Regions from separate parts of the Mus musculus genome. Here regions 2, 3, 4, 5 and 6 are each linked to region 1. The links are chromatin contacts, called in public ChIA-PET and promoter capture Hi-C maps. All regions are on one chromosome and are shown on one strand. The core of a region is the stretch at or near the end of the contact, and the rest is flanking DNA. Distances in the headings are between cores, read along the strand shown.

The links. Promoter capture Hi-C pulls out the DNA fragments that hold promoters and counts their contacts. ChIA-PET counts read pairs in DNA pulled down with a chosen protein or histone mark. Capture Hi-C pulls out chosen DNA fragments and counts their contacts.
Region 2: a contact with region 1 is called in a promoter capture Hi-C map of pancreatic islet. The contact joins the promoter of Pfn3 here to the promoter of Uimc1 in region 1. A contact is called at or near these places in 1 of 115 datasets of contacts at active chromatin or transcription factors (memory CD8 T cells) and 2 of 9 other capture datasets (liver and pancreatic islet).
Region 3: a promoter capture Hi-C map of liver shows a contact between it and region 1, with 4 times the contacts expected there. The contact joins the promoter of Dok3 here to the promoter of Uimc1 in region 1. A contact is called at or near these places in 6 of 39 promoter capture datasets (embryonic stem cells, hippocampal neurons, liver and 2 more), 2 of 484 Hi-C or Micro-C datasets (embryonic stem cells and neutrophils), 1 of 115 datasets of contacts at active chromatin or transcription factors (microglia) and 1 of 9 other capture datasets (liver).
Region 4: a contact with region 1 is called in an RNA polymerase II ChIA-PET map of memory CD8 T cells, with 34 read pairs. The contact joins the promoter of Higd2a here to the promoter of Uimc1 in region 1. A contact is called at or near these places in 8 of 39 promoter capture datasets (cranial neural crest, embryonic stem cells, erythroid cells and 5 more), 1 of 115 datasets of contacts at active chromatin or transcription factors (memory CD8 T cells) and 1 of 9 other capture datasets (adipose tissue).
Region 5: a promoter capture Hi-C map of hippocampal neurons shows a contact between it and region 1, with 3 times the contacts expected there. The contact joins the enhancer-like site here to the promoter of Uimc1 in region 1. A contact is called at or near these places in 2 of 39 promoter capture datasets (cranial neural crest and hippocampal neurons), 5 of 115 datasets of contacts at active chromatin or transcription factors (the NIH/3T3 cell line, embryonic basal ganglia, embryonic hindbrain and 2 more) and 3 of 9 other capture datasets (adipose tissue, liver and macrophages).
Region 6: a contact with region 1 is called in a promoter capture Hi-C map of second pharyngeal arch cranial neural crest, with 7 times the contacts expected there. The contact joins the promoter of Sncb here to the promoter of Uimc1 in region 1. A contact is called at or near these places in 12 of 39 promoter capture datasets (the SN4741 cell line, cranial neural crest, embryonic stem cells and 5 more), 1 of 484 Hi-C or Micro-C datasets (embryonic stem cells), 14 of 115 datasets of contacts at active chromatin or transcription factors (SST interneurons, embryonic basal ganglia, embryonic forebrain and 8 more) and 3 of 9 other capture datasets (adipose tissue, liver and macrophages).

Annotation. Positions count from the first base shown.
Region 1 is chr13:55,098,509-55,102,120 of GRCm38.p6, reverse strand. It overlaps Uimc1 (ubiquitin interaction motif containing 1), which reads left to right and starts at 1,821. Exons shown (of 15, transcript NM_011307.3): 1 at 1,821-1,924.
Region 2 is chr13:55,412,863-55,416,593 of GRCm38.p6, reverse strand. It overlaps Pfn3 (profilin 3), which reads left to right and starts at 1,362. Exons shown (of 1, transcript NM_029303.2): 1 at 1,362-1,906. The coding sequence starts at 1,428. The coding sequence ends at 1,841. Slc34a1 (solute carrier family 34 (sodium phosphate), member 1) reads right to left here. Exons shown (of 13, transcript NM_011392.2): 13 at 1,899-3,460. The coding sequence ends at 2,957.
Region 3 is chr13:55,526,108-55,529,910 of GRCm38.p6, reverse strand. Dok3 (docking protein 3) reads left to right here and starts at 1,373. Exons shown (of 5, transcript NM_013739.2): 1 at 1,373-1,462; 2 at 2,274-2,579. The coding sequence starts at 1,397.
Region 4 is chr13:54,588,409-54,591,974 of GRCm38.p6, reverse strand. Higd2a (HIG1 domain family, member 2A) reads right to left here and starts at 1,744. Exons shown (of 2, transcript NM_025933.3): 1 at 1,556-1,744; 2 at 828-1,251. The coding sequence starts at 1,709. The coding sequence ends at 1,085. It overlaps Nop16 (NOP16 nucleolar protein), which reads left to right and starts at 1,901. Exons shown (of 5, transcript NM_178605.4): 1 at 1,901-2,114; 2 at 2,204-2,312; 3 at 3,308-3,377. The coding sequence starts at 2,008.
Region 5 is chr13:54,835,531-54,839,407 of GRCm38.p6, reverse strand. No RefSeq gene overlaps it. Among named protein-coding and RNA genes, the nearest start is that of Gm40959, 37 kb to the left of the region's middle. Within about 2 kb of position 1,712, at least 27 of the 459 cell types and tissues checked have an H3K27ac peak or open chromatin away from gene starts, as enhancers often do. A contact at or near this core is called in embryonic limb bud and hippocampal neurons, where this site is marked.
Region 6 is chr13:54,764,359-54,768,286 of GRCm38.p6, reverse strand. Sncb (synuclein, beta) reads left to right here and starts at 1,692. Exons shown (of 6, transcript NM_033610.3): 1 at 1,692-1,982; 2 at 2,595-2,724. The coding sequence starts at 2,604.

The DNA.
Region 1 (3,612 bases), core at 572-3,071:
TTCTGTAAGGTACTGAGAGAGAGTAGCCAATCAGATGAGGAACATGCAAATAAGGCTTAGTGCATAACCAATCCGGGTGTGAGACACGCCCCTCCTAGGCCTATAAAAGCAGCACCAGTTCTGGGCTCGAGGTCTTTTCGCCTCTACAATCAAGCTCTCCCAATAAATGTGTGCAGAAGGCAGCATTGGTTCTTCGCAAGACAAAAACCAGTTCAGACCAGATCGGCCTTTCTGTTCTTCATATCTGAATAAATCGGTCACACACTTAAAATAGAGACTGCTCAGAGATGGGAGTGTGCACAGCCTGATGCTGGCTCGGGTGGAGGATTTGAGATTGCAGGGTGTGTTGGAGAGGAACCCGTGTCAAGTACATACAGATAAAGGAGCGGAGCTGCCAAGTGGAATGCAGCCCCGCTTGGCTTATTACTTGGGCAGCTCGGGCCAGAGTCAAAGTTGTGGCATGTGTCGTTAGTCCTGGTTTTTGACCCCTAGCTGAGGTCCTGTTTATTCCACTTTCTATTTGTCTCCTCCTCCCATTGCTTTATCATTACCACGATGTATCCATCTATCATCTGGTCCATTAACCTATGCTTTTAGGAGTACTGTTTCCCACAAACTATGAACTACTTTTTGTAAGCTTATGAAAAGCATATGAGAGTGTTCACATTTGTTGGCTTGCTATAATTTCAGTGAGACTACCCACCACCGTCACCACCACCATCCCCTTTTTGGGAGAGGTGGGGAAACGGACCTACCAATGCCTTCTGAGTTCTGAGATAAAAGTCCTGGCTTCAGTAAGATTTTTTTTTAAGATTTATTTTTATGTATATGAGTACACTGTAGCTGTCTTCAGAAGAGGGCATCAGATCTCATTACAGATGGTTACCATGTGGTTGCTGGGAACTGAACTCAGGATCTCTGGAAGAGCAGTCAGTACTCTTAACCACTGAGCCATCTCTCCAGCCCCTTCAGTAAGATTTTTTTGTTTGTTTGTTTTGTTTTGTTTTTTGTTTTTTTGTTTTTTTTTGAGACAGGGTTTCTCTGTATAGCCCTGGCTGTCCTGGAACTCACTTTGTAGACCAGGCTGGCCTCGAACTCAGAAATCTGCCTGCCTCTGCCTCCTGAGTGCTGAGATTAAAGGCGTGCGCCACCACGCCCAGCTTAGTAAGATTTTTTTAGGCGCTATCAAACCTTGAGTTTTATTTGTTAAATTTTATTGTAGGAATATTTCATATTTTATTCACCTTTGACATTTCTGCTGTTGCCTTTTTTTTTTTTTCCTCCTCAAGGAAATGGACTTTCTGGAGCATATATTTCAAGGAAATATATGTTGTAGAAATTTCAGTATTATTATTATTATTTTAGTTTTTTTTTTTTTTTTTACTTTTTATTGGTTCTTTGTGGATTTCACATCATGCACTCCATCCCACTCATCTCCCCCTACAATCATACCCGCCCTCCACTCTTGTAATCTCTCCTTAGCAGAGAGCAAGATTCAGTATTTTTGTGTTTTAGGATGCTTAAATTCCGCTAAGACGATCAGACATTAATTAACATTATACCATCTGAGAGTTTCTAACTAGTCATGTGAACATTTAATTTGAACGTAATTTTGGATTCATGCAAATAAATTAACCAGAGGAAGCTTGATGCAGCAGAGCTTATTTCGAAGGGTGTCTAGGGACCCTATTGGCTTTCTTTGGTTTCCCCTAAACCCCTCTCTTAACAGCACTCAGGGACCCAGGAACTGTGTGAGCATACAGCGGCCCACAGGGCTCCGCGCCTGCGCGCCCCGCCCCTCGCCCCGCCCCTCCCCGCCCCTGCCGCCTCGCGCCGCCGCGCGGGCTCTCCTCTTTCTAAAGAGTTGCGGCCGCTCGCGACCCCCAGCGTTCAGGAGGCGCTGGGCGGCGCTGCCAGATCCGCGGTGAGTACGCGTCGCCTCTGCACTCCGCGGCCGTCGGGGCCGCCTGCTTCTCGCTGTCTGCCGGGCGGCTGCCGCTGCTCCCGAGGCGCGCCTCGCAGCGACTAGGCCTCTCGGCCGGGCGGAAGCCGATGCCGGCCGGGTCGCTCTCGCAGCTGCCGGGCAGCCCGGGCGCTCGCGCCCCCCGGGGTTCCCCTCCCTCTGCGGGCGGCGGTCGTCGTCCGGAGCGCCCTCTCTTGCTATCCGAGCTTCCTGGTAGCCTGGTCGCCCGCCCGGCTAACGGACCGTCCGAGGACCGCCTAGGCCCGCTGCCTGCCCCACGTTACTTTGCTTGTCTTGTGGTAGTTGGCTTCATTAGTTCTTCGGCCGCCCGAGACACCGCTACCACCCGGGTCTCTCTGTGTAGCTCTGGTTGGCTTTGAACTCACAGGGTACCCAAGATGGCTTCTATAGAACTCGCCAACCTCCTGCCTCAGTCTCCCGAGAAATATTTTCCCCTGGAAATCTATCATTTACCACTTAACGTAGCCAGTCGAGCCTAGTGCGTTTCTCTCGTGGCTGATGACAGGCGGTGTGTCAGAAACCTGTGAGACCAGAGCGTTGGTCCTCTCAGAGATGGAGTTGGGTGTGAATCTGGACCACTTCGCTCCAGGCTTCTTGCATGTAGTCATCATATGATGTACGGGCAACGCTGCGGAAAAAGTGAGCCCAATGGTTAGGGTGTTGTTGGGTTTGTAGCACAGTCAAAGAAAGTCTACTTGTGGAGCCAGACGCATGAGTGTCATTTCCCGGCATAGCCACTTGCCAACTCCTTTTTTACTAAAGTTCCTAATGTGTTAGGGCGCGTTAGGGTTCTTGAGAGAAACAACCTCAGTATTGGGTGTGAGAAACCTACAAGTTTGTCTATTGATTCAGGCAGTGATAACTTATTGCTCCGGGTGCGTTTGAAATCTTTTATTTTTGCACACTTGTGGGCACACTGGGTGTGAACACACACACGGGCACACACACACACCACCCTCCACCACTACACCGATGTTAGTGGGAATCTTCTTAAATGTCTCTCCATCTTAATTGGGGCAGGGTCTCTTGGAGTTGGTTGGTATGTCTGGCTGGCTTCCTCGGGGATCCCCCTACTCACTATCCACCTGCTGGAATTTACCCACTGAATAATCTCCCCTGAATTCTGTTGCTATATGTGTATGTATGTGTGTGTGTAAGAGAGAGAGAGAGAGAGAGAGAGAGAGAGAGAGAGAGAGAGAGAGAGAGAGATTTTATAGGTATGCATTTACTTTACTCAGTTACAGAAACAAATCACTTTTAATTGTAATCAATTGATAAAGGAGTTTATTCTATCAAGCTTTCTCACTTCTTCTTTTGTGCTGGAGATCAACTCCAAGAGCCTTGTGCATTTATAAGTTTTATTTTATGTTTTTGAGACAAAGTCTCACTATATAGTTCTGCCTGGCCTGAAAATTGCTATGTAGACCATGCTGGCTCAAACTTACAGGGATCCTCCTGCTTCTGCCTCCCAAGTGGTGGAATTCAAGGCTCTATTATTGTTATTATTATTATTATTATTATTATTACTACTACTACTACTACTACTACTATTATTACTGGTTTTTCGAGACAGGGTTTCTCTGTGTAGCCCTGGCTGTCCTGGAACTCACTCTGTAGACTAGGCTGGC
Region 2 (3,731 bases), core at 113-2,612, 310 kb before region 1:
CTGGAACTCACTTTGTAGACCAGGCTGGCCTCGAACTCAGAAATCCGCCCGCCTCTGCCTCCTGAATGCTGGGATTAAAGGCGTGCACCACCATGCCTGGCACTTTTTTAATAATTAAAAACCTGAGAATTTGGGCTGGAGAGAGAATGACTCAGTGGTTAAGAGCACGGACTGCTCTTCCAGAGGTCCTGAGTTCAATTCCCAGCAATCACATGATGGCTCACAACCATCTGTAATGGGATCCAATGCCCTCTTCTGGTATGTCTGAAGACAGCGACATTGTACTCATATACATAAAATAAATACATTTCTTTTATTATATCTAAGTACACTGTAGCTGTCTTCAGATGCACCGGAAGAGAGCGTCAGAGCTCATTAAGGATGGTTGTGAGCCACCATGTGGTTGCTGGGATTTGAACTCAGGACCTTCAGAAGAGCAGTCAGTGCTCTTAACCACTGAGCCATCTCTCCAGTCCTAAATGTGTCTTTAAAAAAAAAAAAGTTAAAATTTCAAGACTTTTGAGCTGGTGAGATGGCTCAGTGGGTAAGAGCACCCGACTGCTCTTCCGAAGGTCCGAAGTTCAAATCCCAGCAACCACATGGTGGCTCACAACCACCCGTAATGAGATCTGATGCCCTCTTCTGGTGTGTCTGAAGACAGCTACAGTGTACTTACATATAATAAATAAATCTTAAAAAAATTTTTTCAAGACTTTTAAATTGCTGGGCAGTGGTGGCGCATGCCTTTAATCCCAGCACTCGGAGGAAGAGGCAGGCGGATTTCTGAGTTCGAGGCCAGCCTGGTCTACAAAGTGAGTTCCAGGACAGCCAGGGCTATACAGAGAAAAAACAAAAAACAAAACAAAAACAAAAAAAATCAAGACTTTTATGTGTTTCTGTGGACATGAGTGCAGGTGCCCAAGCAAGCCAGATGCACTGCTTTACCTGGGTGCTGGGAATTGAACTCTGGTCCTCTGAAAATGGCACTCAGTTGCGGGACCTTTTTTTATTTATTTTTTTATTTTATTTTATTTTAAATCATGTGTGTGTTTGTGTGTGAGCTTGCCTCAGGAGTTGTCAGATCTCTCGAGTGGGAGTTACAGGCTTTGTAGGCCAAAAGAGGTGATGCTGGGAACGGAACTCAGGCTCTGTGTAATGAATGCTCTTTCTTAACGCTGAGCCACCTTTCCAGCCTCTCATCCATCTTCTTCCATTTCCTCCTACATGCTACTTTTAGAACCGCCCCCGAACCCCCACCAACTCTACCGCCCTCTCCTTCTCCTCCTAGTTAGATGTTCTGTGACGTTTGCCTTACGTCACAGCCCCGCCCTGCGAACTTCGGGCATGCTGCCAGTGTTCTTAGCTCTGAATGCAGCCGGCCACCCCCCCTAATGCAAGCACAAGTTGCTGGGACTGACTGAGCGGAGATGAGTGACTGGAAGGGCTACATCAGTGCAGTGCTGCGGGATCAGCGGATCGATGACGTGGCTATCGTGGGCCACTCGGACAATCGCTGTGTGTGGGCATCACGGCCTGGGGGTCTGCTGGCTGCCATCTCCCCGCAGGAGGTGGGTGTGCTCACCGGGCCAGACCGGCACACCTTTCTGCAGACGGGTCTGAGCGTGGCAGGCCGCCGCTGCTGCGTTATCCGTGACTACCTGCTGGCCGAGGGTGACGGCGTACTGGATGCGCGCACCAAGGGGCTAGACGGGCGTGCAATCTGTGTGGGCCACACGCCACGGGCGCTCCTGGTGCTCATGGGCAGACGAGGCGTGCATGGAGGCATCCTCAATAAGACAGTGCACGATCTGATTGGTGGGCTGCGTGAGCAGTGCTCTTAGTAGGACAGCTAGACCGCCCGTGGTTGGTAGGGAGACCAGAATAAACCGTGAACTGGGTGCTCTGAGAGGTATCCTCTGTGTATTTGTGAGGAGTTGCAAACAAGAAAACTAGCTTATGGGGAGATTCTTGCAGAACAAAATAATCCTGGTGGTCCTCCAGGCCTCCTGGGCCCTGTTCCCTACTCCTGTGGTAGATGCCATATAGAGGCCTTTGGTCCTGGCACCTTCCCAGGGTTCCAGAGACCCCACACCTGATTAGGAATATTGGGGTGGCAAATTCTCAAACTCTACCTCAGGCTTCAGCAATCTTTCTCACAGAACTTTCCACACAAGTAGGCTTCACAGTGAACAACGGAGTGTCTCTCAGCATCTCCCTCCCCAGCACACACCAGCCAAGGTCTGTGGGATTCAGACTAAAGGCGAGTGTCCCTCTGTATGCTTGGAGATTTGGCTCCATGATACCTCAGAATACTTAAATCCTCAGGTGCTCAAGTCTCTTTTATAAAGCGACAGTGTTTGCAAAGAATCAACCTGCATCCCCTGGTGTGTGACCTCCAGGTGATTTAGATACCCAATATAAAAGCCATGTAAAGAATTATTGTGCCGTAGGGGTAAGGAATATGATTTCTTTAAAAAAGCCCATATATGATCAGGACAGATGCAACTTTCAACTTTTTTTTTCTATGCACAGTTAGCAGAATTGGCAGAAGTAAGGCCCATGTATACAGAAGGCCAGCTGTTCTTCTGTCCCTCCTGTTGGTACAAGAGTTGTGAGAAGATGAGAGGGTATAGCTGACTCTTTCCAGAAAAGTTTGGAGACTCCCTAGGCATCTGCACCCCCCTGTACCCACACAGTGTACTCACATTACACCCGCACTAATGGTCACACAGGCTCAGTACCTAGCATGTATTTGTGCACACTACCTCTTAATTACAAAAGCCCATGCCACTGTGGCCCTTAATATGCACAGGTACCCAAGGGTGGCACAAAAGCATGTACCTCAAGTGACACGCATCTACACATGTGTGCACACACACACACATGCTCTGTCTTTCTACTGTGGGCATTGTAAAAATACCACTCCTCGTTCCAGGCAGTAGTCGGGGCCTGTAGCCTAGAGACGGGTGGCATTGTGGTGAGCAGGCAGTGCCAGGCGGGGGGAGGGCGTGGCTGGGGGAAGCTCCTCCAGGAAGACTCTAGGGGGAAGTTGGGGTGAACGGGGCTCGGGCCTGGCATAACACAAGGTGGCTCTTGTGATAAGGCCATCCAGGGGCTGCAAAGAGTGCATCCAGCGAGGTAGGAAGTCCCATGTCTGCAGCCACTTGGGGAGGTGCCCGGGACTTCGGCTCTGCAGGACATTAACAAGCACCACAAAGGCCAGTAGAGCCCCAAAGGGCGTGCCCACTCCGACCATAGCCTGCCAGCCTGCCATGGAAATGCCAAACACCAGCGAGGGCAAGAGCAGGAAGCACACGAGCAGGTAGAGGACAGCAAACCAGCGGTACTTGGCGGTGCGTTTGCCCAGGGCCTTGGCCATGCGTATGGGCAGGCGTGTGCAGGGCAGCGGGTACCACAGTAGGATGCCCGAGATGTTGAAGAAGAAGTGGCAGAGGGCAATCTGCAGGAGAGAAGCCAGAAGTGATCAGGCACTGCCATGTGAGCCCAGCAGGGGGTAGATATCAGAGGCCTCACGTGCTCTGGGTAGCAGGAGAGAACCTCTCTAGGCTGATGTGGCTCCAGATGACACCAGACTGGTTATTAAAATATTGTGTTGCTGAACTGCTTGGCCAATGACAACTGCCCTGGACTTTTCCGCGTGTCTTATTAGCTGCTCCCATTAACTCCTCAGCGACACCCAGCAGCTAAAATGTCTTTCTGACACAGGATCT
Region 3 (3,803 bases), core at 124-2,623, 430 kb before region 1:
GGACGTCATCTTGCAGTAAGAAGGCCAAAGGAAAGGTACAGCAGGTTGCAGGTGTCTCCTCGTAGCCCTTCTGCACGGGGACTCTGCAAGGCTTGTGCTGACTCAGCAAAGGCAGCAGTTGCTCAGGCTGGCTGTCACTCGGTGTGTGGCCTCAGGCAAGTTACTCAAGTTATCAGCCTTGATTTCCTCATCGCTGAACTGTCAATGAGAAAAGAGGGCAGAATCAGGCTGTATGAGCTTAGAGCTGCCTGGGCCACAACCACGGTGGGCATGGAGCCAGGTGCCAAAGGTCTCGTGGATGTATTTCCATGTGTACTGTGTGACACCCCCACCCCCAAACAGCATTCCTCAGCTGGGTTACAGCATTCTTACCCAAGGTGACATTACACAGGTGACAAGATACTTCCATAATTTGTATTCATGCAAAGCCCCAATACTGGCCTCCAACAAGGCAGGTCAGGTGGGGTAGGGCAAAGCCACTGGGCAGGAAGCAACCCTTTAAAGCATGTGACCTCCCTGGGGAGCATACTGGGGGCCTGCCGCCTACACTCATGACAAACAGTGAGACTGGATATGGAGCCCTTGTGGCCTGCTGCCTAAAATGTCTGTTGTGTGGGGCTTCACTCTCCAGCCTTGGAGAGCAGTCAGGGAAGGCCTCCAGGAGGAAGCAGCTACCTGTGGCAGGGCAGAGCAGTGGTAAGGGGTGCCCAGAAGGGCCTCATCTGAAGAACTGCACTTCAGGGATTAAAGGCAAGCAAGAACAAATGGTGTGGAGTTGCCCAGACTAGACTCAAGGGAACAACAGAATTGGTGGACACAGCCAGGGAGGGTCCAGGCGGTGTGAAGATCGAGAGAAGAAAGTGAGCTTTAGAAATATTTCTGAGTGATAACAGCAGTTGCCTTAGCACACGCAAGGCCCTGGGTTGATCCCAGTTTTACAAGAGAGGCAAATGTGCCACTCAGAATGGCAGCCAGTTGAGCAATGTGGAAAGAGAAGGGGCCAAGGCTGTGCACTCCCCTCCTCACGGTACACAGCTGGCTGGGAATGGGGGAGAGTTCGGAGCTCATGACTCAGGGTGTCCACCCTGTGGTCAGACACTCAGATCCGGCTGATCCAGGTGCATGTGCAAGAGGAGGTCCTTGCCCTGCACCCCATCCCCGACCCCACTGGCCTCAAGCTCCCCATAGGCAGGTATGGTCTCCTTGGAGCAGCAAGAACCCTAAGGGAGAGATTGGTTCTGAGCACTGTCCCTTAAGTGAAGCCCGGGCTCCCCTCCCCCTGGCCCTGCAGCTGTCTCTGGACAGAGGGAGGGGGAAGTGGCCAAAAAACGAGAAGTAAGAGAAGTTCCTGTCCAGCCTGTACCAGTCTCCCCGGAACTTCAGAACTGCGGTGGCCATGGAGTCTGTGGAGCCCCCGGTCAAAGACGGCATCCTCTACCAGCAGCACGTAAAGTTTGGCAAGGTGGGAACCCCAGGCTGCCAGCCGTGGGCAGAGGAGGGAAACCCCTGCTTAGCCACAGCTTAACTAGACCTGAGGGAACTGGGGACGGGGTCTGGGTGAGGTGAAACCCGGCAATTTGAGAGTGGAGGCTCTTGGCCCAAGAAGGTTAGGGATGAAGCATCCTTTGTAAGACTGCTTCATATAGTGGTAGAGATGCCCAGACCACGAGAGGACTATAAGAATCAAAACCTATGTATATAATGGCTCCAAGGCTCCTGGAGAAGGCCAGGGCCTGTATGGCAGGAGCCCTCCGAGGATGGAGCAGACAAAGGCTGGTTCTCCAGGTACTGGGGAGGAGATGGGGTGAGGATTCGTTTTTTTATTTTTTTCTCCTTGAGCATCAGACTGTACACCCACAGTTGAGCTACAGCTGCGCCTGGGCAGATAAACCGTCTGTTTCCTTCGCTAGATGTCATTTGCATGTTTCCTTCCTTACCAGCATGAAGCAGAGGCCGGCTTCCCACCCCACCCAGCCCATGGCCCAAGTGCCCTTTTGGGTTGTGTAACAACAGTGTCAGTTGCTCTGCTCCAACCACTAGATACTATTAACTGTGCAGGTCATCCAGATGAAGGCAAGGTGTGATTTGAACTCAGGGCTGACCAACCCCAAGTATGGACTTCTCCTTGCCTACCCCAGCCCCAGCAAGGCCTCCTCCTTCCTCTGTAGCCCAAAGTCTTAGGAAGGCAGAAGTCAGCCAGCCAGTTGCTAAGCAGCTTGCACAGAGCCAAAGGGCAGGGGTGGCTTTCTTCCCAAGGGTCTCCTTTCTTACAGAAATGCTGGCGCAAAGTGTGGGCTCTGCTGTATGCGGGAGGCCCATCAGGGGTAGCTCGGCTAGAAAGCTGGGACGTGCGTGATGGTGGCCTGGGACCAGCAGGCGACAGGTCCACAGGGCCCAGCCGTCGAGGGGAACGCCGGGTCATACGCTTGGCTGACTGTGTATCTGTCCTGCCTGCGGATGGCGAGAGCTGTCCCAGGGACACTGGTGCCTTCCTGATTACCACCACTGAGCGAAGCCACCTGTTGGCTGCACAGCACCGCCAGTCCTGGGTGGACCCCATCTGTCAGCTGGCCTTCCCGGTGAGTATGACATGAACTAGCCTGCTGGGACCACCTCACCCCGCTCACCCATGTCCTTGCTTAGTCAGATCCTGCCACATGGTAAACATTGCCAAACCCTGTGAATATGAGCAACAGCTTAGAAACCCATAGAAGGATCCTATATTCTATGCATGTTATAGAGAAAATGAAACCGTAGGTCAGGAGGATGTGTGGGCCTGAGCCCTGAATGACAAGAGCAAGCCCCCAAGGCAGTGGTCTGAGACAGGTGTCTGAGCCAAATGGACAGGTACTGGAATACAATGGTATCATGAGCAAAGGCCCTGGGGCAGGAAAACATGGTGTGTGTAAAGGAGCAGAAGTAGGCCAACCAGCGGCTTAGGCACACAAGTGTGAAGACATTGGAATGTTCAGTGAGAGCCTATTGAATCCACTTTGGGCCACGTGTGGGTGAGAGGTTTTCTGATGGACCAAAGGGGATGGCTTTGGGTATTAAAGCCAGAGACTAATGGTGGTAAAGTCTCTGGGTTCATGACAGAAGAGACAAACACGCCTGACTTCCTCAGCAAGTTGATCTTGGGAGGCAGAGCAGCTGGAGAGATGGCTCAGTAGTTAAGAGCACTGGCTGCTCTGTGGAGGGCCTGGGTTCAATTCCCAGCACTCACATGGCAGCTCACAACTATAAGTCCCAGGGGTTCAGACACCCCTTTCTGACCTCCATGGGCACTGTACGTATGTGGCACACAGACACAGCATCCTTACATATAACAATAGGTAGTAACCACTTTAAAAAAAAATCCATCAGCCAGGCGTGGTGGCACACGCCTTTAATCCCAGCACTCGGAGGCAGAGGCAGGTGGATTTCTGAGTTCAAGGCCAGCCTGTTCTACAAAGTGAGTTCCAGGACAGCCAGGGCTACACAGAGAAACCCTGTCTCGAAAAAACAAAAACAAAAAAAAAAAAAAAAAAAAAATCCATCATGACGTCATTATACGGCTGCCGTTCTCCCACTTGACATATAGCCCAGAGAATGAAAGGTGTGGGCAGAACGTGGGCCAGTGCTCACGGCAGCACTGTGTAATCCTCCACACTGAGACATCACGTGACCATCCCCCAAGGAAGAGAAAAACAGGACCTTGGGCTGGGCCAGGTGCCACAGTCTATGACCTCAGCACTTGGAAGGCAGAGGGAGAAGGATCAGTTCTGTGGCCAGCCCCAGGCCAGCCTGGGCTACTTGAGACCCTG
Region 4 (3,566 bases), core at 495-2,994, 510 kb after region 1:
CACAAATGCCTTTGAGACGCCTGTGTCAAAAGCTGGAGTGGTAAAGAGATCAGCAGAGTGGAGGGTCGCAGAGGAGGCTGCACCGGAGTAAGAGAAGTAGTCAAAGAATGGTGGTGGTGTGTGTTTGAACATCCTGACTCACAACAGGACCACGACAGGCCTCATCTACAGGCTACAGAAACTTGGAAATTGCTGGCAAACTTTCCCGTATTACATCAAACAGCTCACTGAATTAGAATCCCAAGAATGAACATTTGGGAATCTCTACTTTTAACCAGTGCCCCAAGTAACTTGACAGTGCCGAGGAAAGTTTGGATAGCACTAGGCTCTATGTTCCTCTTTCACAACTGGAGAATAAACCTCCGGCCTCACAATCACTATGTACTGTACTGCTGAGCTGTACCCTCAGGCCATTTTAAATGATACAGAGTCTAAGTTACTCTACTGAGTGATCTTGCATTTTTTTTTTTTTCCGAGACAGGGTTTCGAGACAGGCTCTGTATAGCCCTGGCTGTCCTGGAACTCACTCTGTAGACTAGGCTGGCCTCAAACTCAGAAACCCACCTGCCTCTGCCTCCCAAGCGCTGGGATTAAAGGCATGTGCCACCACTGCCCGGTGATCTTGAACTCTTGAAGTCATGTGCAGTCAGGCAAGATTCTTTCTTCTCCCTCAACCTTCAGAACAGTTAAGGCAATAGGCATGCACTGTCAGACCTAGCTGATTTTTAAAGGCCAGTCCTACTGACAGCCTGTTCCCTCTTAAAAATTTAAAGGAAAAATCATGGTTTTGATCGTAGGAATGAGATTAAGAAATAGTTCATCACATACAAGTGTAATAAGCTTTTATTAAGTAATTAAGGGGACGCATCACAAATAGAAGCATGCAACCCAACTGAAATGAACCTGGGATTTTGGGAGCGGGAGGGGGCAGCGGTGGAAGCGCAAATCAGTTACAAAATCGGCCACTTCCTCACCCAAATGACAATAAGGTCCGGTCTGAAACGGAGGGAGCAAGTCTGACAGGGATGTCTGTTGTTCCTGGGTTTTGTAATGGTTTCCATGGCGCTTTAAGACCCGGCTATACTCAGGCTTGAGACTTCATAGCAGATGCCGCTAACCCCAACAAGATGGCTACGACCGTGAAACCCTGTGCAGCGATCCGGGTGCGCATCATGAGTTGGGATCGGTGGCTCTGGCCGCGGTGGAAGCAGTAAAGGCCATAGGTGAGGGCAGCCGCCGTCCCCAGACAGCCTGGGGAGAGGACAACACACGCGGGAGGCAACAGGTCGGGTCCTGCAGGTCCCTTAAGGATGTAGCCCGTCCCAGCTTTCCCAGAGCCACAACAGGAGGGCAGTTCTACAGTCTGCTTCATCTAGTCCCAAGCCCCGCAATGCATTCCGATTCGTTTCAGTCACCCCCCACCCCGCACCGTCATTTCGTCACACCTCTGGTCCGCTCCCCTTCCCAAACCCCAGGCTTACTTGATCCACCCCTATTTCCTTTCCCTACGAAACCGCTGTCCTCTCGGTCTTCCGTTCCTACAGCACACACTTACCTATAGGCACCATTGGGTTCTCACGGGTCTTGCGAATAAACTTTTCCTTAAAGCCCTCTGGGTTGGAGTAGACCGTGGGGCTGAAGCCCTCGATAACTGGGGGCTTGGACGGATCAAAAGGCGCCTCTGGACTCACAGGACCGGGAGCCGCCATACCCACCAGCACAGAAATAGGTAGGACACAAATCCGGACACCGGACCCCGCCTTCTGATGAGGTCACTACGGGGCGGGGAAATAGCTTGCTGAGTGTAGCACGCAGGCGCCATTGCCCGTTGCTTTCTGGGAGTTGTAGTAAGTGAATGTGGAGGCACTAACTACTAAAACTACATTTCCCAAGAATCCTTGCGCGCACGGGTGGACGGAGACTATTAACACGCGGCTCTGAGAGCGTGGTTCTTGAGTTTGAGCTGCTGTTTCAAGGGTTTGAGCTGCTGTTGGGGCAGTTAGCGAGATGCCCAAGGCTAAGGGAAAGACTCGGAGGCAGAAGTTCGGTTACAACGTCAACCGAAAGCGTCTGAACCGGAATGCTCGTCGGAAGGCAGCGCCACGGATTGAGTGGTGAGGGGCCAGTTTGGAGGCGGGGGCCTGGGCTGGGATCTAAGGTGAGGTGACAGAATCTCGATTTCTCTCTCTCTCTTTGATGTTAGTTCCCACATACGACATGCCTGGGACCACACCAAATCCGTGCGGCAGAACCTGGCGGAGATGGGGTTGGCCATGGACCCCAACAAGGCGGTTCCCCTCCGTAAGAAGAAGGTACTGATAACGCAAAGCACTTTCCCCATCTCCACACTAGCCGCTTCCTATTTTCCTTCCCACCTGACGTTCCTTCACTGAGCAGAGTTTCAGAATTTGTTCTCTCTCTCTCTCTCTCTCTCTCTCTCTCTCACACACACACACACACACTTACTTCCCATATTTGTGATAAAGTCATTTTGCTTGCACTAATTCTGGTCAAAGACCTTTAACGACCTCCTTTATTCACGCCCCCTCCTCTGCTTACCATTTCTTCTCAGGTCAGTGGAATTTTCTAGAATGTATCTTTTTCTGTCCCCCAGAGCTTGAGGGGTTTTTTTTGTTTTGTTGTTTTTTCGTTTTTCGAGACAGGGTTTTTCTGTATAGCCCTGGCTGTGCTGGAACTTACTTTGTAGACCAGGCTGGCCTCGAACTCAGAAATCTGCCTGCCTCTGCCTCCCAAGTGCTGGGATTAAAGGCGTGCACCAACACCCCCCGGCTTACCCCAAGAGTTTTTTTTTTTTTTTTTTTTTTTTTAGTAAAATTATAACTAAGCACTGGCAGGTAAGTCCTCCCCATGAAGAAGCTATCGGACATGGCTCCCTGTAACTTATAAAGCGCTCTTCATGCACATGGTTTTTGTGGTGCTACTACACAGCAGAGTAAGGAAAGCATAGATATAGGCAGAAAGATGAATTGCTTGTTAAAAATATTACTGTGGGTGTCATATGCAACTGTATGAACATATCATGTGTGGTGTGACATGTGAGTGTGAGCATTAACATACCATGTGTGGTGTGACATGTGAGTGTGAGCATGAGCATACTGTGTGTGGTATGACATGTGAGTGTGAGCATGAACATACCGTGTGTGGTGTGATCTGGTTCTAGTGACTTTGGGCAAGGATTTTCTGATACAAGACATAGTTGTGTTTCCATAGGGAATGTCCTTCCCTAACGTTGGTCAAACTCTGACCAAAGGTGCTTGTCTGTTGGTCTCAAACCTGTTCTTTACAGGTAAAGGCCATGGAGGTAGACACGGAGGAGCGACCCCGGGATCTTGTACGGAAGCCCTATGTGGTAAATGGTGAGTGTGGGCTGTGTTCTTCTACCGTCCTGTCCTCTCTCATGTAGAAAGGGCACTCTGACTCTTCACTCTACAGCCAGAGAGCCCAAGATTCAAAGAGAGAGAAACGAAGAAGTCCAGGGTTCACAAGTAGTACTGTGCCCTGGCTGAGTTGTTTTCCAGCTAATATTGATGAGATTTCAATGGATG
Region 5 (3,877 bases), core at 463-2,962, 260 kb after region 1:
ATCAGAAGATTTGTATTCCTCCTGCTTGTTGACTGGTCCTGGCTGGACACAGTGATGTAGTAAGTAATCCATCAAGTCTCAAATGGACTTTTGCTGCCTTTGTTGAGAGAGGGAGAGGCAGACTTTCTTCCTCCCGTGTGCTATCACCCAGCCTTGGGATGGAGCTAAGGTAGACATGAGCGTGCAGGAGACAGCAAAGCCTGCAGCTCTAGACGGCTGCAGGCCTGACCCTGCAAGGCTCTGAGCTCCTGAATATGAACACATGAAGAAGACCATTTCTTCTCACTCTATAAAACCTGCTTGCAGCTTCTTCAAGTAAATTTAAGCTTCCTCCTCTCCAAAGAAGCCAGCAGATCTCACGAACGGAAACCATTACAGGTTTGTACGCCACCTGCGCAAGAGATCCGCATTGGCAAAACCACTTTCCATTGTGAAAGCCAGCACCTAACATTCAGTAGGCGCTCACTAAGTGCTGGTGGGATAAATGAACGACTGCAGAGAAGCAAGCTAATCGTTCATCAAGTTTATGGATGACATGAAATTGGGAGCAGTTTCTAGCCAGAGGTTAAAATCATAAAGCAGATTGGCTTTCGCAAATGAGGCTGTGGCAAGACAGAATCGGAATTGGATGACGTTCATTAAGTAACCAGTTTGAGGAAGTCGTCGCCGGGAGGATGCGAGAGCTGGAGACATGAATGTTTCTGTGCACGTTGCCACGCAAGCTGTGGGTGGCAGGCTGGACGTGGAGGGAAAGAAGCTGATTCTCAAGGGCTGGGCTGGAAACAGGGTCAAGGCCAGTTCCCAAGCTCCGGAGACACCCTTGTCCTAAGACCTGCATCTAGGAAGCCACCTCGAACCGTATCTGGGGAGACATAGGCGATTTGAGGAAGCACGGGACAGATCAGAATTCAGGAGTGAGGGTAAAAACAGAGATTGCTGAATCTCGAAGGAAGAAAACCCGATTTTCCAGCAGATTTTAAAGGCAGGAGCCATTCCCAGGCTGGAGAGGATAGCATTTCTAGAAGGATCTCAGGCAGAAAAGAATAGGCTGGGAGACCAGTGCAGTTCTTCCCCCACCCCTCCACGCGCCCATCATCTTTCCAACCCCTCACCTCCCCAACCCTCCACCCTCCCACCCCCACTGCAAATGGGAACAGCCTGCAGCTTCAGGAACACCCCCGCAGCTTTGGGAGCCCCCCCCACACCCTGCAGCCTCGAGACCTCACACACATACAACCTTAGGAGCACCCCTCCATGCCTCAGGAGCCCCAGCCTCCCACTCCCGCAGCCTTGGGAGCCCCCACCCACCCCGCTGCAGCCTCGGGAGCCCCTGACATCCTGCTGCAGATTTGGGAGCCCCCCTACAGCCAGCGGCAGCCTCAGGAGCTCCACCACCCCTGCTGTTTACACTTTTATCTGTTGCAATGAAAACCATGATGTGTGTGCCGCTGTATTGATTGTGCCTTTTAGATTTTTATGTCATTGTGGAAAGCAGCAATTATAGTCGTCTGCTCTGGAGGGAGCAAATGGCCCCGAGGGAGGACTTAAAAGGCAGCCCAAGGGGTCTCCGGATCTGGAGCTGGGGTATAGAGGGGCCACGGGAACCTGAGAAGAGGAAGGTTCAACACACCCTCTCTCTTGGTTATGGGACGTTTATTAGGTGCTGGTGATGTGCCCTGTAACTCGGCAGTAGTGGTGTCCCCTCCGTGCACCTCCTCCCCCTCCCCCTACAGAAGCCTTCCAGTGGCTTCCTGTCTGCATCTGAAACAGATCCACTATGCTAGCGCCATCTGGCCTCACCTCCCACTCTCCCGTCGCTCACTGCCTGTTTCCTGACCTGCCCATTTGCCTCTGTGCCAAGGCCTTTCTTTATGGCCACTGTTGCCACTGTCCAGGCTTTTCCCAACCTCTGCCCTGTGTGCAGCTACACACTCAGGTCCCAGCCCGGGACTCACTTCTACAAGGTTCCACCATAAAGATCCAGGCCTCACACGCCAACTCATGTCACATGTGCCAACTGTCTCCATCACATCCCCTTCACGTCATAGCATCTACATTCGAAATTACTGTCCTCTGTCAGTCCCTCATCTCTCCCCACCCCTACAACTCCCCCCCCCAAACATAAACACAAGAAGAATAGGGACCTCACTCTTTGGTTTTGGCAAAAGAATTCTTGGCACACAGCCGTGAGCAAAATGCCTAGCCCAGTTAATAGAGAGTGAGGCTCAGAAAATGTATCCAAATACCTACAAAAGACCCATCTATTCTCCAGAGAGTGATTGACTACAGACTGCTTGCTCTGTGGTAATCTTCCTCCGGGATACTCATGGCTTGTGTGTCACATGGTTGCTTCTTCTGTGGTCATTTGACATTTAAAGCAAGAAGGAGAGGACAAAACCCAAAATCCAAGTCTTCCTATTTAAGTTTGGCCCTTTTTATATAGGGCCTTCCCTATTACCAGGGCGTCATTCATGGAGAGCCTGTGAATCTCTGTCTCATTAGCCAGATCTGTGCCACCCGCTGCCAGGCAGACTGGCAACCAGACTCCACACAGGTGTAAGCTACCATGTGGATTGGACAACATCGTTGAGTGAACAGCCACAGTGACGGCCACAGAGAGGTGAGATTTCTTGCTCAAGGCCATGATTGTAAGCAGCAGGAGTGAGACTTGAGCCCTGTTTGTCTGATTCCAATATGTGGCTGCTCCCATCTCACACACACACACACACACACACACACACACACACACACACACACGGCTGCTGGCATCCTGGCCCCCAGTTGGAGAGGAAAGATAATCCAGTCAGGCGAGCGAGCAGGCAGGTGCAAAGCCTGTGTGTTGCATTGCACCTATGCTGGAGTTGCCCACTCATCTCTCTGTCCCTCCCTCCAATGGATGAGTCTGGGCATCTATCCCAAACTCGGGGCACAGCAGTCCACTCAGGACCTGAACCCCCTCCCCCCCATTCGCCCTCCTCTGACCACACGGGCTGGCTCTTTCTTGCCCAGCGTCTCTGTGTATGCCGAACTGTCGGCCCACCCTCTGAGCACCCGAGGTCATGGTCTCTAATTCTCTTTGTCCCTGAGTCATGCAACGCCAACAATGTGCCCAGGAAGATGTGAGGTGGCCAAATCCTGTCCTTGCAGAGTTCACACTTTTGAGGTGGGAATAGATAACATACAAACAACTGAAGCAGTCAGACCACATGCAGCGGGATCAATGCTCTGAAAGCAACAAGCCACTTTCAGGTGAACCTGGCTAAGAGGTTGTGGTGGACAGAATGGCCCCGTCCCCCTAAAGATGTTCACACACTATTCCCAAACTCTAGGTGTGTTACCTGGCCAAGTGAAAGTGAATTTGAAGGGGCTGGAGAGATGGCTTGATGGTTAAAAGTTCTGATTTCTCTTCCAGAGGGCCTGAGTTCAATTCCCAGCAATCACATGGTGGCTCACAACCATCTGTAATGTGATCAGATGCCCTCTTCTGCTGTGTCTGAAGACAGTGACAGTGTACTCATATACATAAAATAAATAAATCTTTAAAAAGGAAAGGAAGGAAAGAAAGAAAGAGAGAGAGAGACAGAGACAGAGACAGAGAGAGAAAAAGAAAGAAAGAAAGAAAGAAAGAAAGAAAGAAAGAAAGAAAGAAAGAAAGAAAGAAAGAAAGGAAGGAAGAAAGAAAGGAAGAAAGAAAAAGAGTGAATTTGAACCTGGAATTAAGGGGTGTCTGCAAAAGAATTGGGCTGGCCTTGTGCTGGGTTCCTTATCTATGAAGGCTTGGCATCTGCAGGCTACAGAAACATCTCTTTTGTCTGAGGTCAGGGCCAGGGCTGGGTGAGTGGGGAAGATCAACTATGTGACTGGGAGGTTCAAAGGT
Region 6 (3,928 bases), core at 443-2,942, 330 kb after region 1:
GTTGTTGGTTGAGTCTAAGGTTGCAGAACCCTTTGATAGAAAAGATCAACTATATGTGTATATTTGTATGGAACATGTTTGTATATAATACATATGGTCTGTGATAAACACTTAATAGTGTGCACATATACACTTATATCTAATATATACAAATACTTATATACAATAAACAGATTGCTATGCATAAAACTATATTCTTACATATAACTTGTTAAATATGTAAGTATGTAATATAATTTTCTATGTATCGAAATCAGCTTGCTCAACACCTACAATCTTTGCACCGGCTTCTCACTAACACCATCTTTACTCATTAGTGTGTTGTTGATACGTGGGGTGGGGGCAGGGGAGAGACAGCTCATGGCTCCCAACCACACCATCACACTGTGCCACTGGGTGGATGTGCTATAAGGAAGTAACCAGATCTCTAAGAGGACGTTTAGAGCATTGTCAGTGTTTCCTACAGTGACTGTCCCGGCCCACGTGTAAGTGTGCACACGCAAGAATAGAGATCCGCAGGGTGAGTTCCTGGAAGGGGCACTGCTGATCCAAAAGGAGCATGCATTTATAGTCCTAGGAAACACTGCCAAACTGGCCTTCTTAAAGCCTCTGCCAACTTACAGCCCTACCACAGCCATGAGCATCCCCCCCCCCCCCGTGCCCTACTGTCTGCTGTTGGCACACCTCATCTCTCAAACGCCCAGACCAGCACTTCTGCCACCACTGCCCTCATCTGTGTTATATATCGTTAGCTTAAAACGCTCTTCTGATCTTGTTCCCGAGGGAAAACCTTACCCACCCCACGAGCCCCAAACTAAGTGCCACTTCCTTTTTACTTCTTTCCCTGACTCCCTGAGCTCACAGGGTCCCTTTCATCTGGGATGCCACACCTGCTTGGGTATAATTCTTTTATAGAACTGACTGAGGTCCTGCCGTGCATCTGGAATGCCCTCCCATAACCATAAACCATATGCTCTTGTCTGGGTCTTGAGCAGGTTGCACTGCATCCTGACTGCCCGTCAGCATGGTGGTGCCTCCCAGCCTTTGCCCTTGAGGGTCTGGTTCTGTGGATCTCACCCCCACCTGTCTAGGCCTACCTTGTTGCTTCTCCCGGATCTGTCTATTCCAAGTCGTTTCTTGGAAGAGGCCTTTGCTGTCTACCTACTTTGCCTCAAGTCCATTTCTTACATCAGCATTTCTCTGTCTTCCTATCTACTCTCACAGGCTGAAGTAACCCTGTATGATTCAAGTGTGGATACATTGATTTTGTTTCCTGCCTCTTGTCTCTGCACAGCCATGAGCGCGTCTTCCTGAGATACGAACCCTGCTTTTCTTTAGCACTGTTTCCACCCAACCTGCACCACCCATCCAAGCGGTGCCTAGAAGGGCATTGACTCCCTCCATTGGTTCTACAGAAGAGGAACCTTGCGTTTCAAAAGGTGAGGTAGGTAGTTCAAGATCCCACAGCTACTAACAAACGCAGCTAGGATTGGAATCGCTCTGAACTTCCAAGCCAACCGCATAATTTCTACACCAGTCCTCTCTCGCCGCATTGCCACCTCCCACCATCCTCAAAGACTACTCTTCTCCAGCACTAGGGTCCCCGGCTGCACGTCAGAGGCCCTCCCCTGGAGGCTCGCCTGCTCTGGGGAGATGTCACCCTCCCCGCCCCCTGTCAGTCAGGCGGAGGGGGCGGCGCGGCCACCAGGGGGGAGTGCTGAGCTCAGAGCTGCCGCAGCGCCGGAGCAGGAGCCGGAGCGGAGCCGGAGCGCGCGAGTAGCATCCTTGGTGGCAGAGCACCCAAGGCCAGAGCACTGCTGCACTCCAGCTCAGGAAAGGTGACTCAAGAGCCTGACCACGGCAGGACACCACTGGCCCCGAGTCCATCCATACCCAGCGTAGCCCAGCCCCGCGCATCTGCTCGCAGTAGCAGCCGCTGCCGCCACCACAGCTCCATCCCCCAGCCCGGCCCCGAAACCCAGGTGAGGCTCCGGAAAGAGCACCGAACTGGGGATCCAGGGGGATCTGGGGTAAGATGAGGAGCGGGATGGAGACTGCCCTGGGAGAAACGTGGGCACAGAAAAGGAAAGCGCTAAGCGGGCGCGGGCAGGTGCACTGCAGGATGCGCGTCTGTCCTCTCTGATTGCTACAGTCTGGGTGGACGTGCGGACGTGCGTCCGTGCCCGTGTGCCGGAGTGTCCATGCGCTTCTAAACGCCCCGTGTTCTGTGTGTGTGCACGTGAGCATGTCCATGGTGTGTGTTTGTATGCAGACCGTGTGACTGTTGTGTGTACAGACAGGCCCCGGTGTTCGCGCCGAGCCTAGCTTCCGGTTCTGCGGGCCTGCAGGTTGCAGATCTCCGGATAACTGAGGTGCTGGCCCCTCCCCGCATCCCGGGGTTTCAAGGACGCTAGGACTCGCCGCAGCATAGCTCTGAGGCCTAGACCTGGGAAGTAGAGAGGGTAGGAGGGGGCTCCCGGCCCAGAAGCGCGCCAAGTCTGAGGAAGGGAGGGAGGGGGCACCAGGTCCCCTGGGAGGGCCCGAGTGAGGGTGCAGAGCCAGCGCCCCGGCACTTGTGTGTTCGCCCTCCCCAGGCCGCCAGGATGGACGTGTTCATGAAGGGCCTGTCCATGGCCAAGGAGGGCGTTGTGGCTGCAGCTGAGAAAACCAAGCAGGGGGTCACCGAGGCAGCAGAGAAGACCAAGGAAGGCGTCCTCTATGTCGGTGGGCAAGGGGCTGCAGGGCTGGGTATCTCCTGAGGGTACCAGAAAGGGTCCTCAGAGTGATTGAGGGGTCTGGGCATGAGAATATGAGTCAGCAGATGGGCGAGGTCAGTAGGGGTCACTGGGGACACAGCCAGTCCATGGAATTGGGAGGTGGGGATGGGATGGGAGCTGGTGGAGATGATGTTCAAATGAAAAACCAGGGACCAAGGTGTTGAGCTCTCCAGAGTTTCCTTTTTCTTACCCCGTCATCACTATTAATAGTGACCTGGTGGGGAACCTTTACCTGAGGCCAAGAGCAATGAAATGCTATAGCATCTAACATTCCTGGGCTAGTCTACAGATCAGCGACTCTGGGGCCCTCTGTTAACCACTCTGCCCAAGGTCACACAGCTGGTAAAGCCAGAAGCCCGGGTATAAATCCCGCTGGAAAGCCCCACTTTCCTGGTTATTGGCGGGCTCTCTCCAGCTACCAGCCCCCGCCCCCCCCCCCCACACACACACAGCCTGTGGTTTTACCTTGGCAGTCTCTCCAGTTCATCGTCCCAGCAGCTGCCAGCTGGTATCAGGACAAAGGTCGGGAGGTTAATATCTCTCACCCAAAGTGTGAAAGGGGAGTTTGTAAGGGTTATTTGCATAATGAGAGAAAAGGGCTGGAAATGGAAGTTCACCCCTTGTTTCAGGGCTCAGATCATAGGTTAGGGCTTGCTCTTGTGGAAAAGAGCTGGATGTTTTGTCCAAGGTCATTTGCAGGCTTGGATTGTGACCATTAAAAGCATACTGTGTCTCGAGCGAGCGTTGTGTGGATGCCGAGAGAACAACGGAGCTGTGATCTCCTCACGGCAAGGCGCAGCATTTCAGGGGCAGGATCTGACATCGAGCAGCAAGTGTGGGGATCATTTGGGGGAAGAGAGCAAAAAGGGGAGCTACTGGCAGGTGGTGCACAGGATCAGCCCTGCACCTTACTTAAGGGTCCTGGGAAGGCAGAGAGGCAGGATGCAAAGAACCATAGAATGGGCGGAAAAGCAGGGGGCAGGACTCTTGTTGGAAGAGCTCAGATGGGCAGTCAAGAACCGATCCGTAAGAAGACCACATAGGTCAGGCTGGAGCATCCTTGTGATTGCTGTTAGAGGCTACAAGTGAGAGAGACTGACATGATCTGGTTAGTTCAGAATAGTTCCTTGGACCTTTGGGGACCGAGCAAA